Linked DNA regions of Mus musculus: all the other regions are linked to region 1. Evidence: chromatin contacts called from public ChIA-PET and Micro-C data. All regions are on one chromosome and are shown on one strand. The core of a region is the stretch at or near the end of the contact, and the rest is flanking DNA. Distances in the headings are between cores, read along the strand shown.

Region 1 (2,700 bases), core at 39-2,538:
TATCCAAAATAAATAGATAGACAGACAGACAGATACCTTCCATGTCTTCATAAAATAACAGAGCATTCACCATGTGGCTCTCATACATGGGACCCAGCAATAAAAAGTTATCCTTAAAGATAACTCAGAGCAGATGAGAACCGTGAGAAACAAGCAGTAGTTACTACATATAAGGTCAATGCTACAGGACACATAAACGTGGGTGATGTGGCCATCGCAGTGAGAACTGAGAACTCCTCCCTAAGAAGGGAACTTGAAAGGCAGGGAGGGAGGCAGCCCCGCCAAGATCTGAGGTCAGCTGCTTCTAACATCACGAAAGCTGGGGACTTAGCATACAGGACGGGACTATGAATACTTAAAAGAGCCGGTCATGGAGGCGACAGTGCTTATGGAGAGACGAATGGCCATGGTCAGCAGTTCAGGCGAGCCCTCTGGGAAACACAGCCTGCAGTCAGCGGAACCTTCAAGCCACTTAACCGAATATGCAAGTGAAGAATCGTAAGTTTGAGGAGAGGGTAAAAATGCCATTTCAGTGGAAGAGATTGTTCAACACGTGAGGGAGCACGGTTTCCACGCCCAGCATCACCTAATTATTTAAAAACTAGGAAATTCGTAGAGAGGCAAGGACTAGCTCTGAATTACACTCCTAGGGAAAGACGGAGTGTGCGTGGGGACAGATTATCTAACTGGAAAGCCGGCGAGCCCCAGGCAGGGGAACACCATTCGCCTGTAGGTTCCTTAGGTCCTAGGGACACGAACGTCACAGCCAGCTGAAACCCGAGGGCCAAGTCCACTCTGGCGGAGGCCAAAGCCCCGCGAAGTCAGAGTGGGCGATCTCCGGCCTCTTTTAGAACCAGGGACCCAGACCGGCTCGGCCAGGTCAGGCCTCGGCGCGGAACAGCGCTCACGCTGCGGGCCCCGGCGCGCCGAGAACGGACGCGCGGGCTTGACCAATCCGCGGACGCCTACGCGGCGGCGCGACCAATCCCAGCAACGCTGGAAGGGAAGGGGCGGGAGCTCGAGAAGCTCGCGTGAGGCCGAGCCCCAAGCTGCCCCAGCTTCCCGGAGCGGTCAGGCCCGACCCAGAGGCGGCGTGCGGGGAAGACCAGGCGCGCGTCCTCGGGCTGAGGCCCAGATCCACCTCCCAGCGATCGGCCCCTCCCTCAGCCGCGTCCCCGCGGCCACCCTGCTCGCTCCATGCCTCACCTCGTGGGGACGCCGAGACCGAGGAGGGAATCCCAAGCGAGAGCTGCAGCCGACACTACCCCACTCCAGCCGCTGCTCCGCCTCACATTCAAACCCTGGCAAAATGGCGCGGCGGCTAAGGTGGCGGCCACTGCGCATGTGCGAGTGAGACCGGGACGCGGGGTGGAGCCAGGAATGCTTTGGCCCCACCCCGGCTGCGAGGGCCAATCGGAACCATTGCTCGGGTCTGCGGTGACGTCACAAGAGACCGTGCCTTTTGACGCAGGCTTCTGTTTTGGGTTTCTTTCCTCAGACCCTAGCAGGTTCTGCGAGTGGCTCCTAGTGGCTTCTAACTGTTGGATGGAACGTGCTCGTTCACGCCTGAGCGAAGGGACAGAGCAGAGCGTCTGTTCTAGGACAAATAGAATAAACGAATGAGTAAGAATTTCAAGCTAGGGGATAGCACGCTTGGTTAAGCAAGTGATAGCTGCGCAAGGAAGAAGACGGGAGTTCGAATCCCCAGCACCCACATAAAAGCCAGCCTGACTACAATTCCGTACCTGGGGAGGCAGACACAGGAAGATCGCTGGGGCTTACTGGCCGGCCTGTCTAGCTAATTGGTGAGCTTCTGTTTCCATAAGAGATCCAGCCTTGAAAACTAAGAGAGCAATGGATGAAGACACCCACATTCATTCACTCACACACACATGATTTCAGAAGCTGAAGGCGATGGCTCATGCTTGTTACCACTTGGCACTTGGGAGGCAGAAGCAAGACAATCGCCATTTATTTAAGCCCAGCATGGTCTACACAGAGGCCAGGCATAGCTACACAGTGAGATCCTTTCTCAAAAAAAAATTTTTTTTTTCAGACGACGATGTAGTTGGTGGCAACTTAAAGGTAACTGGGATGTTCATTTGACCCTTGAACAAGAGAAATCTTATCTTTTCAAAAGCCAGGAGACAGTTGTGTGACTGTACGCCTCGCAAGCAAAGAAAGGTGAAGGTCTAGAAGCAGGTTTTTGATCAAGACTGAAGCCTAGTGTTCTGTAGTAAGACCGGGCTGAAGAAGCCAGCTTAGCTTGCCTTCTCTGTTCCTCTCTGCTACAAGCTTACCCCACTTTACTGCACTGATATGTGTTCCTTCCTGTCTCTGGGTCCAGGAGTAGCTGGCTCACTTTGCGTTTTAGCCAGTAAAGGACAGGCTGCCTAGCTTGCCATGAATTCCAGGTCACAAACACTCATTTTCATAATCGATACTTCATGGGAACGCTTACCCTCAAAAGCATGCATTGTTTATGTAAGGTTCTCATTAAACTGTTTTTTTTTTTAAGATTTATTTATTTGTTATATGTAAGTACACTGTAGCTGTCTTCAGACACTCCAGAAGAGGGCATCAGATTTCATTACGGATGGTTGTGAGCCACCATGTGGTTGCTGGGATTTGAACTCAGGACCTTCAGAAGAGCAGCCGGTGCTCTTAACCACTGAGCCATCTCGCCAGCCCTAAACTGGG
Region 2 (2,700 bases), core at 110-2,609, 280 kb before region 1:
CGTCCCGCCTCGGTGCCACTCGCCGCGCTCCGAAGTGCGGGACAGAATCGCGGCGAGCGCGGAGCCGAAGCTCAGCCCGACTTGTTGATCTCGCGCAGGCAGCCGCGGCCGCCGCCGAGCCGAGCCGGAGCCCGAGGTGGAGGCGGAGGCGCCGCCGATCGCCCGGGCCGCGCCGTCCCTGCGCCCCGCAGAGCGCCCCGCCCGCGCCCCGCAGCCCCGGCGCCGCCCTCCCGCCCGCCCGGCCGGCCCGGGTAGGCCTAGCCCGGCCCCGGGACCGCCGCTGCCGCGGGCGGGGGCGCGGGCGGGCGGCCGGCGAGATGCGCGCGGCGCGGCCCCGGGAGGCGGCCACCCTGGGGGTGAGTGTGGCGGGGTAGGGGGGTGGCGCGGGCCCACCCCGGGGCTGGGGGCGGGGCGTGTGCCCCGCGGGCTGTAGGGCCCGGGAACCCCCCGAAATCACCGGTGCGTGGCGGGAGGAGGGCACGCTCCGAAAGGCCAGAAGATTCCGCTGGTTTCCCCGCCTCCCACCTCCCCCACCCCTTCTCTTCCGAGCCCGGGCAAAGGCGCAGAACCCGGAGTTATAAAAAGCCATCGCCGGGAGGAGCGAGGAGGAGGAGCGGGAGGAGGGGGAGGAGGAGAAAGAGAGGAGGAGGGGCAGGAGGGGAGCACCGAGCAGGCGGATCCCGAGGACTCCGCGCCCCTCCTGCGCTAGAGTGGGGAGGGGGCGCACAAGGAGGTGCAGACCCCGCTGGCTTGGCTCCTTCGACCCTCACCTGGTCTCCGGAGCGGTCTCGGGTCCTGGTGTTGTGAGGAGTGGGGTCGCCCCAGGACAGGGCAGCCTGGTGGCCTCCGACAGGTGGGCATCTGGTAGCCTCCACAGTCCTCACTCGGCCCAAAATCTTCTAAGATTTAGAAAAAGCAAGCCCAATGCCATCGTTATGCTCCCACCCAAAATCTTGACTATCTTGGGGTGGGAGGAGATGAGAACTCACTAAAGAGAGAAAGAAAGTTCTCCCTGCCTCTCCCTTGCCTCCCAATTGCGGGGGCCAGGTTGGGCTCTCCAGCCCGAGAGCAGGGAGTTTCAGCACTCGACGGGACGGACAGCGCCCCGGGCGGCCGGATTGCGCCAGGGCGGGGGTGGGGCTTCCTGGGAGCCTCCTGGGGGCCTCTCCCGCCTGGAGGGCCACCCCTCCCTTCGTCCTGGGGTGGGGCTGACTTCAGCACCGGCGGGAGGAACAGCAGCCATCCGTCCTCCCTTCCCCCCCCCCCGCCCCCCAACTCCCCTGAGCCGCTTAAGCCTTGGGAAGGTCAAGGCCGGTAGGGGACCCTGGGGGAGGGGCCTCACAGTACGGTTCGCTGACCCGTGTCCGCTTTCGCTTTCTGCCTCGCAGCCGTCGGGATGGAGGTGAGACGGTAGCCGCGACGCCCGCCCTCGCGCACCCCTGCACCACAGCGGCCTGCAGAGCTCCCCGCCCCCCGCCCCCGCGGCAGCGGGCCTTGCCGTCGAGTGACAGCGGCCTGGGGGGGCAGGGGGGGCGGGGGCGGCCAGACCAGCGATGCCGGCGGGCATGACGAAGCATGGCTCGCGCTCCACCAGCTCGCTGCCGCCCGAGCCCATGGAGATCGTGCGCAGCAAGGCGTGCTCGCGCCGGGTGCGCCTCAACGTCGGGGGCCTGGCGCACGAGGTGCTGTGGCGCACTCTGGACCGCCTGCCTCGCACGCGGCTGGGCAAGCTCCGGGACTGCAACACGCACGACTCTCTGCTCCAGGTGTGCGACGACTACAGCCTCGAGGACAACGAGTACTTCTTCGACCGCCACCCTGGCGCCTTCACCTCTATTCTCAATTTCTACCGCACCGGCCGGCTGCACATGATGGAGGAGATGTGCGCGCTGAGCTTCAGCCAGGAGCTGGACTACTGGGGCATCGATGAGATCTACCTGGAGTCCTGCTGCCAGGCCCGCTACCACCAAAAGAAGGAGCAGATGAACGAGGAGCTGAAGCGGGAGGCTGAGACGCTGCGGGAGCGGGAGGGCGAGGAGTTCGACAACACGTGCTGTGCTGAGAAGAGGAAGAAACTTTGGGACCTGCTGGAGAAGCCCAACTCATCGGTGGCCGCCAAGGTGAGTCTGGAGTCTGTTTCCCCCCATGGAGGCCTACACAGAGGCTCCTGGCTCCTCACGATGAGTATACCGGTTAAAAGGCAGGGGCTCCAAGCGAGTTCTCCAAGGACTACTACTCTTAAGAGGCACCCTTCCCATGTGATTCAGTACGGTGTACCCCTACTTTGTTGGGGGGAAATGGTTTATAAAACTCTAAAATGCTACGGCCTTGGTGAGAACAGAGTCGAGCTTTGCTGGATAGTCTTGGTGCCTCCAGGCCTGGATACATACTAGAATAGCCTGCCCTGCAGATGTAACATCTAGCCCTGAATTATAACCCCACTCTGCTCATAAGGAAGGGTATAAACACAGCCTACCGACACGCCTGGCAGAGGCTGAGGCACCCACAGGTATTTTAAGAGATGACAAAAGACAGGGAAGGCTAGTGGTAAGGACAGGTCTGCCCCAAGGCTCGGGACAGCGGGTGAGAGGACCAGGCTGGCTCCTTGTTTATGTACTTGCTGTGTGGTGCAGTTTGCACTTGGCTGTTGGAGGAAGATGTAAATTTCCAAATCAGAGCAGAAAATAGGCCTGGGGAAAG
Region 3 (2,700 bases), core at 150-2,649, 460 kb before region 1:
ATCGAGCAAGCCAACTATATCTTGACCCTTAAACTTTATTTTATTTTTTTAATTTTCAGAAGCTAAGTTCTCCAGGTAGCCCTTGATTTATGATCCTCCTGCCTAACACTTCCTGGGTGCTGGGATCACAGACATGCACCACCAAGCGCATTATGGGGTGCTAGGACCAAGTCCGGAACTTTCTACAGGCTAGGCAAGCAAGCCGCTAATTTCTTGATAAAGGGAAGTCAAACACACACACACACACACACACACACACACACACACACACACACACACACACACACGCCGGCCAGAGAGAGGAAGTCCCAGTTCCTGCCCGCATCTCACGCTGACTTGCTGTGCCCAGGAGTAGCATCACCTTGGGGCCTCCCCACTTCTCTACCTCTCATTGGCTCAGAGACTCAACGGCCCTCCCCTCCCCGGGGCTTGAATGTTCCTGTGAATCTCTTCATGTGCCCCGGAAACCCACAGAGCTTCTTCCAATCTGTTAAAGGAAGGATTCTGCAAGGACTAGGATCGAGGCACTTCTATGACCAGCCAGCAGAGATTCCATGCTCAGTATGTGGCCTAGGCTAAAGCACACCAAGTTACACTCAGACATTTTGGGCTAACCTCTGGTGTTTAGTGAGCACTCACTATAGCCTGGAGCCCCTTTGCTCAGATGTCCGCTTTGTAGTCCTCATCAGAGGTCAGAACAGTTAGAACCTCTCCAGGTGAAATCTCGAAGTTGCCAACAGGGTCCAGGAAACCCTGGGTCTTAACTGCTGTGTCTGAGCATCTGCTGTAAAAGTAAAGATGGCGCGTGGAGCAGAAGAAATCAAGGCTCTGCCGATCGCGAGGGGGGTTGACAGAGGCTGTGTGGGCCTCTTCTGCCTCTACCGGCCTCCCAGGAAATGGGAGAGGATTTCAATCAGACAGCGGACGGGCTGGTCCACGTGCGTCCCCCACCCCACCCCCGCTACCCCCACCACGTGGAGAAGTTCAAGTGGTCGGACCTGGTTCTTCCCTCTGCCTTCACACTGCTGTCTTCTTTGGAGTCCTGTGTCGTCAGTCCACCATATCCCTCGGCCCCACCCCCTCTTGGAGAGAAACTTCTGCCAGGGCGCACCTGTAGGGTGAGTGCGTGGGTGTGAGAGGTGGACGAGGAAGGGAGGTTTCTAGAGGAAATATTTCACAGAGAGAGAGAGAGAGAGAGAGAGAGAGAGAGAGAGAGAGAGAGAGAGAGAGAGAGAGAGAGAATGTGCGTGTGTGTGTGTGTGTGTGTGTGTGTGTGTGTGTGTGTGTGTGTGTGTGTGTGTAAGCACTACTCCTTTAGTGACCTAAAGGAAACCAGCGTGTGGTTATGCTGATAATGCCCAGCAGCGAAACCTCAGAGGATTGAATGGCAAGCCCTGGTTGGTTCCTGCAGACCCAGGCAGGATGCCTGAGTTCTCTCTTGAGGGCAATGGGGCACTATGGGAGAGTTTGGAGGGAAACGTGCGAATGCAATTTCCTGACATCCGATTTTGCTGTAATAAACACCGGCTTGATTGCCATGGCCTGTCCAGCCTGCTTTCTTCTATTTGTCTTTCTCTCTCTCTTACTTTCTTTCAGTTTTATTTCTTTTCTTTTCTTTCTTTCTTTCTTTCTTTCTTTCTTTTTTTTTTTTTTTTTTTTTGAGCCAGGGACACACTAGGCAAGTACCCCACCAGCTGAGCCACACCCCCAAGCCCAGGATTTGGATTTTATTCTGAATAAAGCTGAAGAGGAGTCACGGGGGTGAGGGGGTGGGGATGGGGGTGGGAGTGGGGGGGGGGGCCAGCACACTGAAGTCTTAGCAATCAGGGTAGGAGGCTGAGGCCCAGGGACTGTCTTCCCAGACAAGCAACGGCCATCTTAGACATCTTAGACAGCCCAGCTGTGCCTGCTTGCAAAGGATGTCCCATCTGGGCTGGTTGGCAGTTTGTGTCCTCTCATGGAAGTTTAGGAAGGGTCATGACAGCCACACTTAAAGTTCCCAGCCACTCCCTGCTACCTGCTGACAGCTCTGGACTAATTGCACATGGCCTCTCTGAAGGGCTGGAGTATATAGCCACAGAAGATGAAAGCTTAGGCCCACTGGGTTTAGGTGTGGCCTATTGTGTTTTTTTTTTTTCTTTTAAGGATTTATTTATTTTACTTATATGAATACACTGTAGCTGTCTTCAGACACACCGGAAGAGGGCTTCAGATCCCATTACAGATGGTTATGAGCCACCATGTGATTGCTAGGAATTGAACTCAGGACCTCTGGAAGAGCAGTCAGTGCTCTCAACAACTGAGCCATCTCTCTAGCCCTCACTTAAGCTCTTTAAGGAACCCCAATAATCACATTGGTCCCAGGGTGAACTTGGTGGCATTGTGCCTCGCTTTGCTGCTAGGACCTTAGGAGAAGAAGCCAGTGTTGACTCTCCCCCCCTGGGAAGGGATTTAAACAAGCCTGACGGAACTAATTACACCCCCTGATTCTAGCGCTGCAGAGGCACAGAGAGGACGATCCTTGGGGCTCACCAGCCTAATCAGGGAGCCTCAAATCCCAGTGAGACCAGAGAGAGAGACCCTGCCTCAAAATCAATAAATTAATTAAAAAAGCACATCTGCATTAAACCCTCCTCACAGAAATGTGTTGTGCACATGACTGCAAGGGTCACTGAGTAGACTGAGGGAGTATGCATGGTG

The links. A called contact is a pair of places that touch in the nucleus more often than the background predicts. ChIA-PET counts read pairs in DNA pulled down with a chosen protein or histone mark.
Region 2: a Micro-C map of embryonic stem cells shows a contact between it and region 1, with 4 times the contacts expected there. The contact joins the promoter of Kcnb1 here to the promoter of Cse1l in region 1. A contact is called at or near these places in 1 of 39 promoter capture datasets (liver), 1 of 484 Hi-C or Micro-C datasets (embryonic stem cells) and 1 of 9 other capture datasets (pancreatic islet).
Region 3: a contact with region 1 is called in an RNA polymerase II ChIA-PET map of memory CD8 T cells, with 32 read pairs. The contact joins the enhancer-like site here to the promoter of Cse1l in region 1. A contact is called at or near these places in 2 of 39 promoter capture datasets (liver and stem cell-derived epiblast-like cells), 1 of 484 Hi-C or Micro-C datasets (CD4 T cells) and 2 of 115 datasets of contacts at active chromatin or transcription factors (memory CD8 T cells and microglia).

What each region holds. Positions count from the first base shown.
Region 1 is chr2:166,904,684-166,907,383 of GRCm38.p6, reverse strand. It overlaps Cse1l (chromosome segregation 1-like (S. cerevisiae)), which reads right to left and starts at 1,288. Exons shown (of 25, transcript NM_023565.3): 1 at 1,207-1,288. It overlaps Gm31204 (a long non-coding RNA gene), which reads left to right and starts at 90. Exons shown (of 3, transcript XR_866966.3): 1 at 90-1,805.
Region 2 is chr2:167,187,477-167,190,176 of GRCm38.p6, reverse strand. It overlaps Kcnb1 (potassium voltage gated channel, Shab-related subfamily, member 1), which reads left to right and starts at 1,359. Exons shown (of 2, transcript NM_008420.4): 1 at 1,359-2,120. The coding sequence starts at 1,554. It also overlaps a transcript of 1110018N20Rik not described here.
Region 3 is chr2:167,366,225-167,368,924 of GRCm38.p6, reverse strand. No RefSeq gene overlaps it. Among named protein-coding and RNA genes, the nearest start is that of B4galt5, 18 kb to the right of the region's middle. Within about 2 kb of position 1,399, at least 123 of the 459 cell types and tissues checked have an H3K27ac peak or open chromatin away from gene starts, as enhancers often do. A contact at or near this core is called in memory CD8 T cells and microglia, where this site is marked.